Linked DNA regions of Mus musculus: all the other regions are linked to region 2. Evidence: chromatin contacts called from public promoter capture Hi-C data. All regions are on one chromosome and are shown on one strand. The core of a region is the stretch at or near the end of the contact, and the rest is flanking DNA. Distances in the headings are between cores, read along the strand shown.

Region 1 (3,541 bases), core at 566-3,065, 560 kb after region 2:
TTAGAATTGGGAACAAAACACCCATGGAAGGAGTTACAGAGACAAAATTTGGAGCTGAGACAAAAAGATGGACCATCTAGAGACTGCCATATCCAGGGATCCATCCCATAATCAGCCTCCAAACGATGACACCATTGCATACACTAGCAAGATTTTGCTGAAAGGACCCCGATATAGCTGTCTCTTGTGAGACTATGCTGGGGCCTAGCAAACACATAAGTGGATGTGCTCACAGTCAGCTATTGGATGGATCACAGGGCCCCCAGTGGAGGAGCTAGAGAACGTATCCAAGGAGCTAAGGGGTTCTGCAACCCTATAGGTGCAACAACATTATGAACTAACCAGTACCCCGGAGCTCTTGACTCTAGCTGCATATGTATCAAAAGATGGCCTAGTCGGCCATCAGTGGAAAGAGAGGCCCATTGGACATGCAAACTTTATATGCCCCAGTACAGGGGAACGCCAGGGCCAAAAAGTGGGAGTGGGTGGGTATGGGGGACTTTTGGGATAGCATTGGAAATTTAATTGAGGGAAAATACCTAATAAAAATATTTTTTAAAAAAAGGATTCCCCTCTCTCAAATGACTATAGCTTGTGTTAACATAAAGTTAGCCAGCACAGTCAGGGAGCTGGGGAAGGAGGGTCAGTTATTAAGAGTAAGAACAAAACTTCAGTTCCCAGGTTGCTCCCAGAACCTGAGACCCCTGACCTCCTGCACACGCGTACACATATTTGCATACATATGTGTGCATATACATAATCAAAAATAAAAGTAAATCATAAAATAAATAACGAATGGCAACAACAAAAAGATCTCAGGCACTGGTCTTGCAGGCTCCTGCTAGGGGGTGGCATGGAAGGCAATTCTGAATGGCAATACATCTTCTTTGCCACACGGGGCTCCACACTAGGCTTCTGGAGAAATTTTACATTTTGACTTTTTTCTTCCTTTCCTTGTTATTAAAAAACAAAAATATGAATTGAAAAAAATTAGGGGTCTGGGGTCTACTGGCACTACGTTAATGGACATGCTTCCAAACCTACCTAAACTTTGTTAGACATAACCTTTTATATGAACACTGTATGAACATGAATAATACACATGATAACACACATCTTGTTATACATTTGTTACGCATTTTAACGCCAAAATGAAGTAGTTCCGGACTACTCTCGTTCAACATCTTTCCACGCTTACCTGATATATCACAAGAGGGCGTTGGATCTGCGGTAACTACAGCTTGTGGTGAGATGCTGGGAACTGAAACCCAGCCCTCTGCAAGAACAGCAAGTACTTTTAGCCGTTGAACTGTATCTCCAACTGCATTCAAAAAGATTTTAAACGATGGCATTTTAACCCATTTTTCATGTCATTAAAATGTTTATTATAGTATACATACTATAGAAACCCCACATTTTTTGTGTCATTAAAATGTTTATTATAACACACATACATAATCCTACAGAGAACCTACTGTGACTTATCAAGCCATATTTCTATTGTTGGAAGCATTCATTCCATTTCAAGGCAAAAATAGGCGTGCTACAGCTGGACAGCTGCGGAAGTGACCGTGCCGGGGTGCGCACTGCCTGCCGAGGCCGTACCCCCAAGTTTTATACCGCCAAACCAGGTGGCACATCGCTGGTGAGCACTGGCGCCGCGGGGGGCGTGGCGATATGCGGGGGCGTGGTCGGAGGTCGGGCCGAGGCGGGGCCTCGTGAGGAGGGCGGGGCCAAGCGCGGCGGCAAGCGGGTGCCGGCGCTGCCGTTCGCCGCTCGAGCTGCAGGTGGAGCTGTGCCGCCGCGCTGCCTCCAGGAAGCCTCACGGGCCTTCGTCGGCCTGGCCGCGGCACCGGCTCCCAGGATGCAGTGTGGAGCGGCCGGGCGCTGACGGCGGCGGTGCGGCTGCGGGCGGAGCGGCAGCAGGCCGGCCTGCGAGGAGCGCGGCGGGGAAGGTAGCGGCAGGCCCGGGCGGCGCTGCCGGCGGAGAGGACCCGGCAGCCGGGCCTGCGTGGGGCCGCGCGCCGCGGCGTCGACTTCCTTCGCGCCGAGCAGGACAGCGCAGGGCCATGGCCGAGGCGGCCGCGGCTCCGGTAAGGGCGGCCCGCGCGCTTGGCCTGCGCGGCCTCGGGCCCCGGAAGGCCGGGGCCCAGCACACTGTGCCGCAGGCCCCAGGAGGGCTTCCGGGCCAGACCGGGCCTGCGGGTCCTGTGGCTGCGGCGGGCGGCCGCGAGGTCCTCCGGGGCCTACCGGACCGGGTGGAGCCGAGCGCAGGGAACGGCCGTCCGCGCCCGGGAGGCCGACCTGCGCCAAGTTCCCGGTCTGCGCGTCCCCGGGCCGGGCTCCTTCCTCAGCGCCGGGCCGGTGCTTCCCTCTCCCAGCTCCCCCCAGCGGCCTGGTGGCACCTGGGAGGTGTCCGACGTCGATTCTGTAGACAGTGAGCACCCACTATGTGCCCAACCCTCCTCAGGCGGCACGCGAGGACTGCTCGTATTTGTCCAGCCAGGCTGGCGCTGCACTCAGCCCGGTTTAGGCATGATTTTGTCTGCACTGCAAACCTGTGGGGTAGTAACTATTATAGTTATTATTTCATACAAAAGAAAAGCTGAAGGCCCAACGAAGTTAACTTGCCAAGAATCTCAGCGAGAAAAGTGTGGGAAGACAGTGCTCTCACAGTTCAATGTCTGTAATAAGGAAAGCAGTCCAGGTACACGAGTAGCCTTATGGTCGAACAGAAAGAGGTCGTAGCCAACCTGGTGGAGGTTCGAATGCAGGTGCTTAGCAGACTCTGGTGCTCCTCCCGCCCAGCCAGGTAATCTGTGCTTCTGTGAGTTGAGTTAGCTAGGGTTTCTAGGGCTTGGGCAAAGAGAGGCAAGGGCCAGACACAGGACAGTGCAAAACTGGTCCACAAGCCTGGAGATATGGTTTTGGATATGAGGCTGCAGAAATGGAAGGGGCTGGGAAGGCCTGGGCTTCGTCATATGGGTAGGAAAGAGTTGAAGGAATTGGCATCAGTGACTCCGGTCTCAGAGTACTGGCTTCCCTAGCTGTTTGGCAATTGACTATCCCACCTTCGCTTTAAGTTAGCAAGGTGCTAGGCTTCAGTAGAGCACAACCCCTACTTCCAACTACACAGGTCAAAGACCATGGACCCCATTTAAAAAAAAAAATTAAACAAGAATGACATCAACAAGATAGATGTTTGTGCAAATGTCTTTGTGTAACACACAGATTGCAGCAGAGAGAATGGGTGGCAAAGTACAAGGATACGTCTGAAATAGACTCTAGTCTGGGGCAATCCCAGTCAGGGCTGGTCCTGAGGAGTAAGGGACCAGAAGTGTCCTCCACAGCACTTGCTCCCTCTAACAGTTCTGCCAGTCAGAACCCATCTGAGACCCACTGAACGTCCCCAGTCAGAGCCAGTGTCCTTCCTTCTGTACAGCCTGAGGAACTCTTGAGCACCACCCAGGCAAGCTTTTCTGCCTCTGGTCAAGCTCTCATGTCCCCATTTTCTCATGTCTTCCCATTTTCTGGTTCTCAG
Region 2 (3,181 bases), core at 127-2,626:
ACTTCTGAATGCCCATCAAAAACTGACCTCAGCAAAGGAAGAGCTTGATCATCAAGCTGACAGGGTGACCCATTCTGTTGGTGCCAGTCATCCTCTTCCCCAGTCACCTGATCATCAGCCAACAATCTCATCACAGTGGCCACAGTAACATGGATAGGGACTATACATGGGTCTGGTAATATCAAAGTATACAGTGCCATCTCTCTATAGCAGGATTCATGGGTCAGCAATTCATGGGTAAAAATCAAATGGGAACGACACTACTTGACCTCAGCAAAATCTTTGCTTCCAGTCCCCAAGATCTTACACTTTGTTAGCACAGAGGTCTTGGCTACAAAGAGCAAAATGTTTCCACCAAAAGACAATCATCACCCTATCCTGGCAGTTGAGTGAGTAAGTCTGTGAGTCCCGCTCTGTCTTCCCTGGATATTGCCCAAGGGTACCACGAGTTCAACCATTGGAAGGAGCTTCTGTGATTCATCCCACATCAAGGTGCAAGTGGTCCCAGAGAAAAGAGATCAGAGAGGCCTCCAGAGCCCAGCGGGGGAAGACGTTTAGTCCTAGACAGTGAGTCAGTCAGCATAAGAAAAGGAGTTAGCAGGTGAGGGCCAGTTTGGATTAAATGTACATAAACTCAAGACTTCCTTCAATACATGACTAACTGGATCTTTCTGTGAAAGGACTGGAAATTGTTCGAAGAGAGAATATAGGACATAGATACTGCCATCTGCTTCTCCAGGAGACCAACAGTCCCAGTGACAACCAGTGACTTCCTTCTGGGAGTCCAACCCCTGAGACACTCCCTGCTGGATCTTGAACCTCCCTGTCTGCCACACTTCTGTCCTCTTCTTCCTCCTTAGGTGTGAAGCCTTTCCCCACAGACCTCCTGGCAGGCAGCTGTTCCACATTCTTTCTTGGGAAAAATACGGTACATCCCTACTGGATCTGGTTGGAGTGACATAATTCCAGCTCTTGAAATCCAACCCAACACAGGGCAGACTGCCTTCCACAGTCTAAACTTATCACCCCCCCCCAAGCTATAATAGACCCCCCCCACACACACACACACCTCTGAAACATACCTCGGTCTTTCCCCCTGTCCTACTGATGCTTCACAGCTTCTGTGCTCTGCCTGGCTTCCTGCAGCTGCTCCTTGGTGGGATGAAGTCGCCATCTCTGCCCTCAGGTCAGTGGAAGCAAATCCTAAAGAGGGCCAAGAGCCACACAAGGAGAGTTAAAGATTTACCAGGCCACCCCAGTCTCCCTGGCAGGAGGATTTCCAAATGTTTCTAGGAAGAAAGAGGTTTCTAGAAGCATGTCTTACATCAGTAGAGCCTGAGAAGGAGCTCAGAGCACATAGGATGAACACGGAAGGGGCTTAGGGAGGGGCCGGTGTGAACACAAAGGCACAGGTCTTCTGGAGATGCCCTTGGGTGCCACCATGTGGCTGTGGGAGCACAGTCATTCACACTGCTACAGACAAAGATGGTAACAGAAAGGCCTACTTGGGTCTTGTCCTAGTAAGCTTCAGCTATGAATGTAACACAGACCTAGAGTCATCTGGGTAGAAAAAAAAAAAAAACAAAAAAAACACGACTGAATGATTGCCTATAACAGACTGGCCTGTGGCCATGCCTGAGAGCCATTTTCTTAATTGCTGATTTATATTAGAGTCCGTCAGGGTGGCCTGTGTCATCCCTCGGCAGGTGGCCCGAGCTGTGTAAGAAAGGCAGCTGAGCAAGCCAGAGGGAAAGGTAAGCAGCATTCCTTCATGGTCTCGGCTTTAGCTCCTGTCTCCAGGTTCCTGCCTGGAGCTCCTGCCCTGGCCTCTCTCCTGCAGATTATCACTTGTAGACTGAAATCAACCTTTTCCTCCTCAAGTTGCTTTTGGTCTTGATGTTTATCGCAGCAACAGAAAAGCAAACTAGATCAGGTCTATTCTTTGCAAAGACCAAAATCGGAAGTTTTTGATGAAGTCAGTTTGGGAGTAAAACCCAGCAGACTTTCCTCTTGGCTCATCCCCACCACCGTCTCCCTCAGCCTGGACTGATCACACAATGTAGATAAAACTACAAAGGAACCATTTGCTTTCTCCCAGAATAAAGTGCTCCCTCATAGATGAGAAAAAGCTTTCCCCCAGCTAGCAAAACACAGAAATGTTTGAACCTGAGTTTTCATATGACTCACAGAACTCACTGTGTCCCAGCGACCTAATCTGATCTGTACTTCCTAAGCAAGGGGCACACTGAGAACAGCATGGTTTCCTTGTTAGAAGTCTAAAGTGACGTGTGCTTATGCTATAAGGATCCTGAAGGATTTGGGGAACAGGGCACATACAGACTCATACACTGGCAAAGAAAACTGCCCTATCCCCCTCCCCCTCCCATTCACTCACCTCACCTTAATAAAGAAGGTCCACTCATAGAACAGTCCCCACCTCCCCTGGGCACCAGGTCAGTGCATAGAATACCATCTAATTAAAATGTTGAGGTGAAAACTATAGACTAGGATATACAGGTGCCTGTGAGGCTGAGCTAAGGGCTAGCAAGCTCTTGCTGCTCCAAAACTGAGAAGCCATGGACTTGGGGGCGGGTCGGGGGGAAGGGCAGGCGTCCTAAATGAAATAATAAGCTTTGGAAGAGTGCTTAAAGTGAAATTAAAGCTTCTCACAACTTCTTCGTGACTTAGCAGGTCGACGATTGGTTTGCTGAATGATTTTGCTCTGCGGCCTTTCTGGTTTGGCTCTAAGGAAGGATGGGGTCTCCTGCCCTCTAGTGGCCGTGTGTAACGACACATGGAGCAAATGAGAACCTGAAAGGTCCCTGCTGACTCTCCTAGCTCTCAGTAGGGACAGGACAAAGTGGGACTATAAACTAACAGAAATTGCATAAGGAGAAAGATGCGGTCATGCAAGGAGGAGTCTACGACGGCCATGAATTGTGTTAGACACAGAGGCTAATCTGTGCGTCACGCACTTTAAGACCAGCACTTGGGAGGCAGAGGCAGGTGAAGCTCTGTGAGGTCCAGGCCAGCCGGAGCTACATAGTGAAACTATGTCTCCAAACACAAACAAAAAAGAAGAGGGAACATTTGCAAGGATCCCACAGTCTCAAGTCAGGGAAGCCGCGGAGCCTGCCACAGTGAAACTACCTATGGGGTGTGAGCACCGTGGTATGTTGGC
Region 3 (3,665 bases), core at 767-3,266, 690 kb after region 2:
GACTGGGGTGGCATCAATCTCAGAGACCCACCAGCCTCTGAGTGCTGGGATTAAAGGCCACCACCTGCACCTTCACTACCTCTTAGAGCAGCTTCCCCTAAAATGAGACCAGCTTTTCCTTCTTTGGTGGTCTCTTAAGGGCCCAGAGACTCAACTAGCACTGCAAGAATTCCTAACCCGCTACTAGGTGCCTTAGAGTTTCTATTGCTTTGATGAATCACTATGACCAAAAACAACTTGGGGAGGAAAGGGTTTATATTCACACTTACACGACACAGATCACTATGTATCACTAAAGGAAGTCAGAGCAGGAACCTAACAGGCCAGGAACCTGGAGGCAGTTGCTGATACAGAGGCCATGGAGGAGTGCTGCTTACTGGCTTGATCCTCATGGCTTTCTCAGTTTGCTTTCTTACCCCAGGACCACCAGCCAAGGTGTGGGTCACCCACAATGAACTGGGTTCTCTCACACCAAATACTAATTAAGAGAATGCCCTACGAGCTTGCCATACAGCTAGATCTTATGGAAGCATTTTCTCAATTGAGATTCATTCCTCTCAGGTAACCTCAGCTTGTTTCAAGTTGGACACTAGGTCTCTGTGACTGAGACACCTCAACAAACAGCCCCGAACAGTCACTACAGTGCCCTGAACAGTCACTTTACTGGAAGCTAGATCTTAGATGCCAGTAGGCAGTGGCAGAGAAAGCTGAAAGCCAGCATCTTAGTCAAAAGAAGGGGGGTAATGTCACCATGCATAACTGTAAATAAAATGCGGAGCTGTGGGGACTACAGATAAATCCTGGAACTTCCCTCTATCTCTAAGGTGGTCAAACAGAAAAAGCACTCAGGGTGTATGACATTTATTATATATTGTATTACCAATAAACATGAAGGTTCCTGACTATTGGTCAGAATGTGTTATATGTTCTAAACCAAAGACTGTAACGAATACAATTTTGTGACATTAAACTTCCCCCAAGATATCTTCCATAAAAAAGACACAGCAAAGTGTCCCACACAGTAAGATACTTGTCACTAGAAACTTCTCTCTTCCTCACTCCATCCTGAGGTCTGTGACCACTGACCCATACAACAAAATGTGGTTGGGAGGAGGCAGTCTTCACACATAAAGGTCAAATATCTTCGTCTCTCTGGGATCCTTTGCCACAAATCTAACACCAAGAAATGTCTTTGAAGTCACTGCAAAGCTATTGCTAGCAGGAGATGCCTCCTACCTTCAGGGACTGTAAATCTCATCTCAGTAGTTCACTCACCTGAACCTAAAACACGCCTACCCAACGTTTTCTATAACACTGATTCCCTAACTAGTTGCAGTAGGAAAGTCTTCCCGGTGTTCATCAAAAAACAACAAGCGAGGAAGTATGTATCTACTCTTAATAGAATCGAATTCAGGCCCGAAAGGCCGTGGAACCCTCCCTCCTAGGCAGGAGCTAGATTCTAGGTCCCAGGACCAAGAGGGCTAACTGGAGGGGGCCTTAGCTCGGGATTTGATCGGAGATGGCTAATACTTGCGAGATGGAGCAAAGAGGTCCTGGAAAAAAGGAGTCGTGGAGTAAAAACGACCGCAGCCGGTGCACCGGGCCCAGATATTTCCTGGTGAAGCTCAACGGCCGTATATTACAAATGATCAAACCCGTGGCAAAGGAGACAAGGACTTAATCATGTGGCAACAGACCTCCTAGTCCTCCTCCCTGACTACCTGGCTGAGCTCTACCCAATTTTAGGAGGTGGTAAGATGTCCTCCCGGCGAATTCAGGAACCGCTTCACATCCCCCACATGATCGGTAAGGGCCACCCTTACCGGTGCAGCGGCCGCCTCAGTCATGGCTGCGCGCGATTCTGCTTCGTCTTGTTGTAGCCGCTGTGTCCCCTACAGGCGGCCCTTCCTGGCCTCACGATACAGAATCAGGATGGTCGTCTTGGACGCAGTTGGCAGTTTGAGACCTAGACGTCCTCGCTGCTCCCGCGGCAGAAACGCAGGCCACACCCTCCACAAGGCGGCTCCCCATTGGCTAGCCCTGGAGGTTCCGCCCCTGACGGTAGAGAAGCCAGACTCTATTGGCTAGCTGGGAGCACAAGCTGCATAGCGTTCGCTAGCGTTTCGTCTCAGCCCCGCAGGTGTGAGCACTAGGTGTTGAGCTCCGTTCACCTTTGAGCTGTAGAGCCACGCCAACCACTAGGGTCACATGTTGAGACTCCCCAGAACAAACTAGGCCACAAACACGCAGCTACATTTTCCAGTGTATTTATAGAGCACCGATTAAGTTAATATTTCCACCTCCATGGTTCTTAGGGCCTTGTAACCAACCCAACCATATCTTTGTTTTACAAAATAAGTCATCAGAATCTGGGATCCAACGTCTTTGAGCTCAGGCAACCATGCAGCCTTTGTTCATTCTTAACTCAAAATACTCTTTAACCTGTCCTATTGAATTTCAGGTTAAATGCAGTAAGCCCAGTTGTGCATAATGGCACAAGCAAGGAAATCCTAGTAGGTAGATAGAGGTAGGGGAAAAAAATTCACTGCAAGCCCAAGGCGAGCCAGGATTATACAGCGCCTCTTCCCCCACCCCAGCACTTGGATTTGTGCTTCAAATATGAATACTTGTTTTCCAGAGAACATCTAAAGCATTAGAAGAGAGGCCTAGGAACCCCCAGAACAGCAACATGAGTGCTTGCAGCGGAGGATTAAGTTTGGGGCAGCTATACTGTCCACGTTCAGTCTGAGCGCTTACTGACAACTGCTGTCTTGCTTGCAGGGCCTAAACAACGGTTGGGTGTGCAGGCAAGTAACGTCCAGAACCATGGCTGCATGCCACAGTCTTGCCAGTCATACCCCTACCCTGGGAATGACGGCAGTGTCACCCTCTGCCTCGTCTGTGCAGGACTTCTGAGTGGCTACAGAGTCTGCAGGACTTTAGCAATAGCACAGCCAGGGATGAAGGCACCTGGGAGCCTTCATGTGCTCTGGTGTCTGAGTGCCAAACAAGAGAGCAAACTATCAGAATTGGAATCCATCACCCAGCTCCAGAAGCTCCACAAGGCTGTCCCCAAGGTGCTGTGACAAAGAGGCACATGAAGCACCCGCTCTCATGACTTTGAGGCATGACACTATCACCTCAAATTCCTGGTCTGGAGCTTGTGCTTTTGAAGGGCCCCTAAAGTACCAACTCAGCTGGAAAGTGAAGGAACTTCCACCACTTGGCAGGCACAAGGGAAAGGCCCTGAGACAGTGCAGGTCCTGTCCTGTTCAGAGCTGGGCCCTTGCAGGGCTGGACTTCCCTGGAGGACAGAAAGCAAGAGGAAATGCAGGATTGTTTAGCCTCAGGAATGAGTCTGCATGTGGACAGCCAGGTGGTGGCTCCTTGCCACACTGGGGGCACTGATAGGAACGCTCACCAGTATGGATACACTGGTGACAAAAGAGGTCTGAGGGCCGGCGGGAGGCCTTGCCACAGTAGGGACAGGCAGGCCAGCTCTGCCTCTTGCCTGTGTGCTGATGCTGGTGTAATACCAGGCTCTTCTGTTGCTGAAAGGAGTGAAGACATTCACTACAGTGGTAAACTGTAGTTGCTGGCCTTTGTCTCATGAAGGCATGGCTTGTTGGAGACCGGTGGCTTGTGGGCTCCTCAGGTGGCCAGTG

The links. Promoter capture Hi-C pulls out the DNA fragments that hold promoters and counts their contacts.
Region 1: a contact with region 2 is called in a promoter capture Hi-C map of neural stem cells. The contact joins the promoter of Zfp746 here to the promoter of Gimap8 in region 2. A contact is called at or near these places in 20 of 39 promoter capture datasets (the 3T3-L1 cell line, 3T3-L1-derived adipocytes, the C10 cell line and 13 more), 1 of 15 datasets of contacts at CTCF or cohesin (pro-B cells), 16 of 484 Hi-C or Micro-C datasets (the 63-12 cell line, B cells, CD8 T cells and 9 more), 1 of 115 datasets of contacts at active chromatin or transcription factors (memory CD8 T cells) and 1 of 9 other capture datasets (embryonic stem cells).
Region 3: a promoter capture Hi-C map of neural stem cells shows a contact between it and region 2. The contact joins the promoter of Zfp956 here to the promoter of Gimap8 in region 2. A contact is called at or near these places in 1 of 39 promoter capture datasets (neural stem cells) and 1 of 115 datasets of contacts at active chromatin or transcription factors (memory CD8 T cells).

Annotation. Positions count from the first base shown.
Region 1 is chr6:48,084,867-48,088,407 of GRCm38.p6, reverse strand. Zfp746 (zinc finger protein 746) reads left to right here and starts at 1,815. Exons shown (of 7, transcript NM_001163475.1): 1 at 1,815-2,093. The coding sequence starts at 2,070.
Region 2 is chr6:48,645,429-48,648,609 of GRCm38.p6, reverse strand. Gimap8 (GTPase, IMAP family member 8) reads right to left here and starts at 1,376. Exons shown (of 6, transcript NM_001077410.1): 1 at 1,325-1,376; 2 at 1,083-1,203. The coding sequence starts at 1,174.
Region 3 is chr6:47,951,741-47,955,405 of GRCm38.p6, reverse strand. It overlaps Zfp956 (zinc finger protein 956), which reads right to left and starts at 2,016. Exons shown (of 5, transcript NM_178898.4): 1 at 1,824-2,016. The coding sequence starts at 1,847. It overlaps Zfp783 (zinc finger protein 783), which reads right to left. Exons shown (of 6, transcript NR_027963.1): 6 at 857-3,665.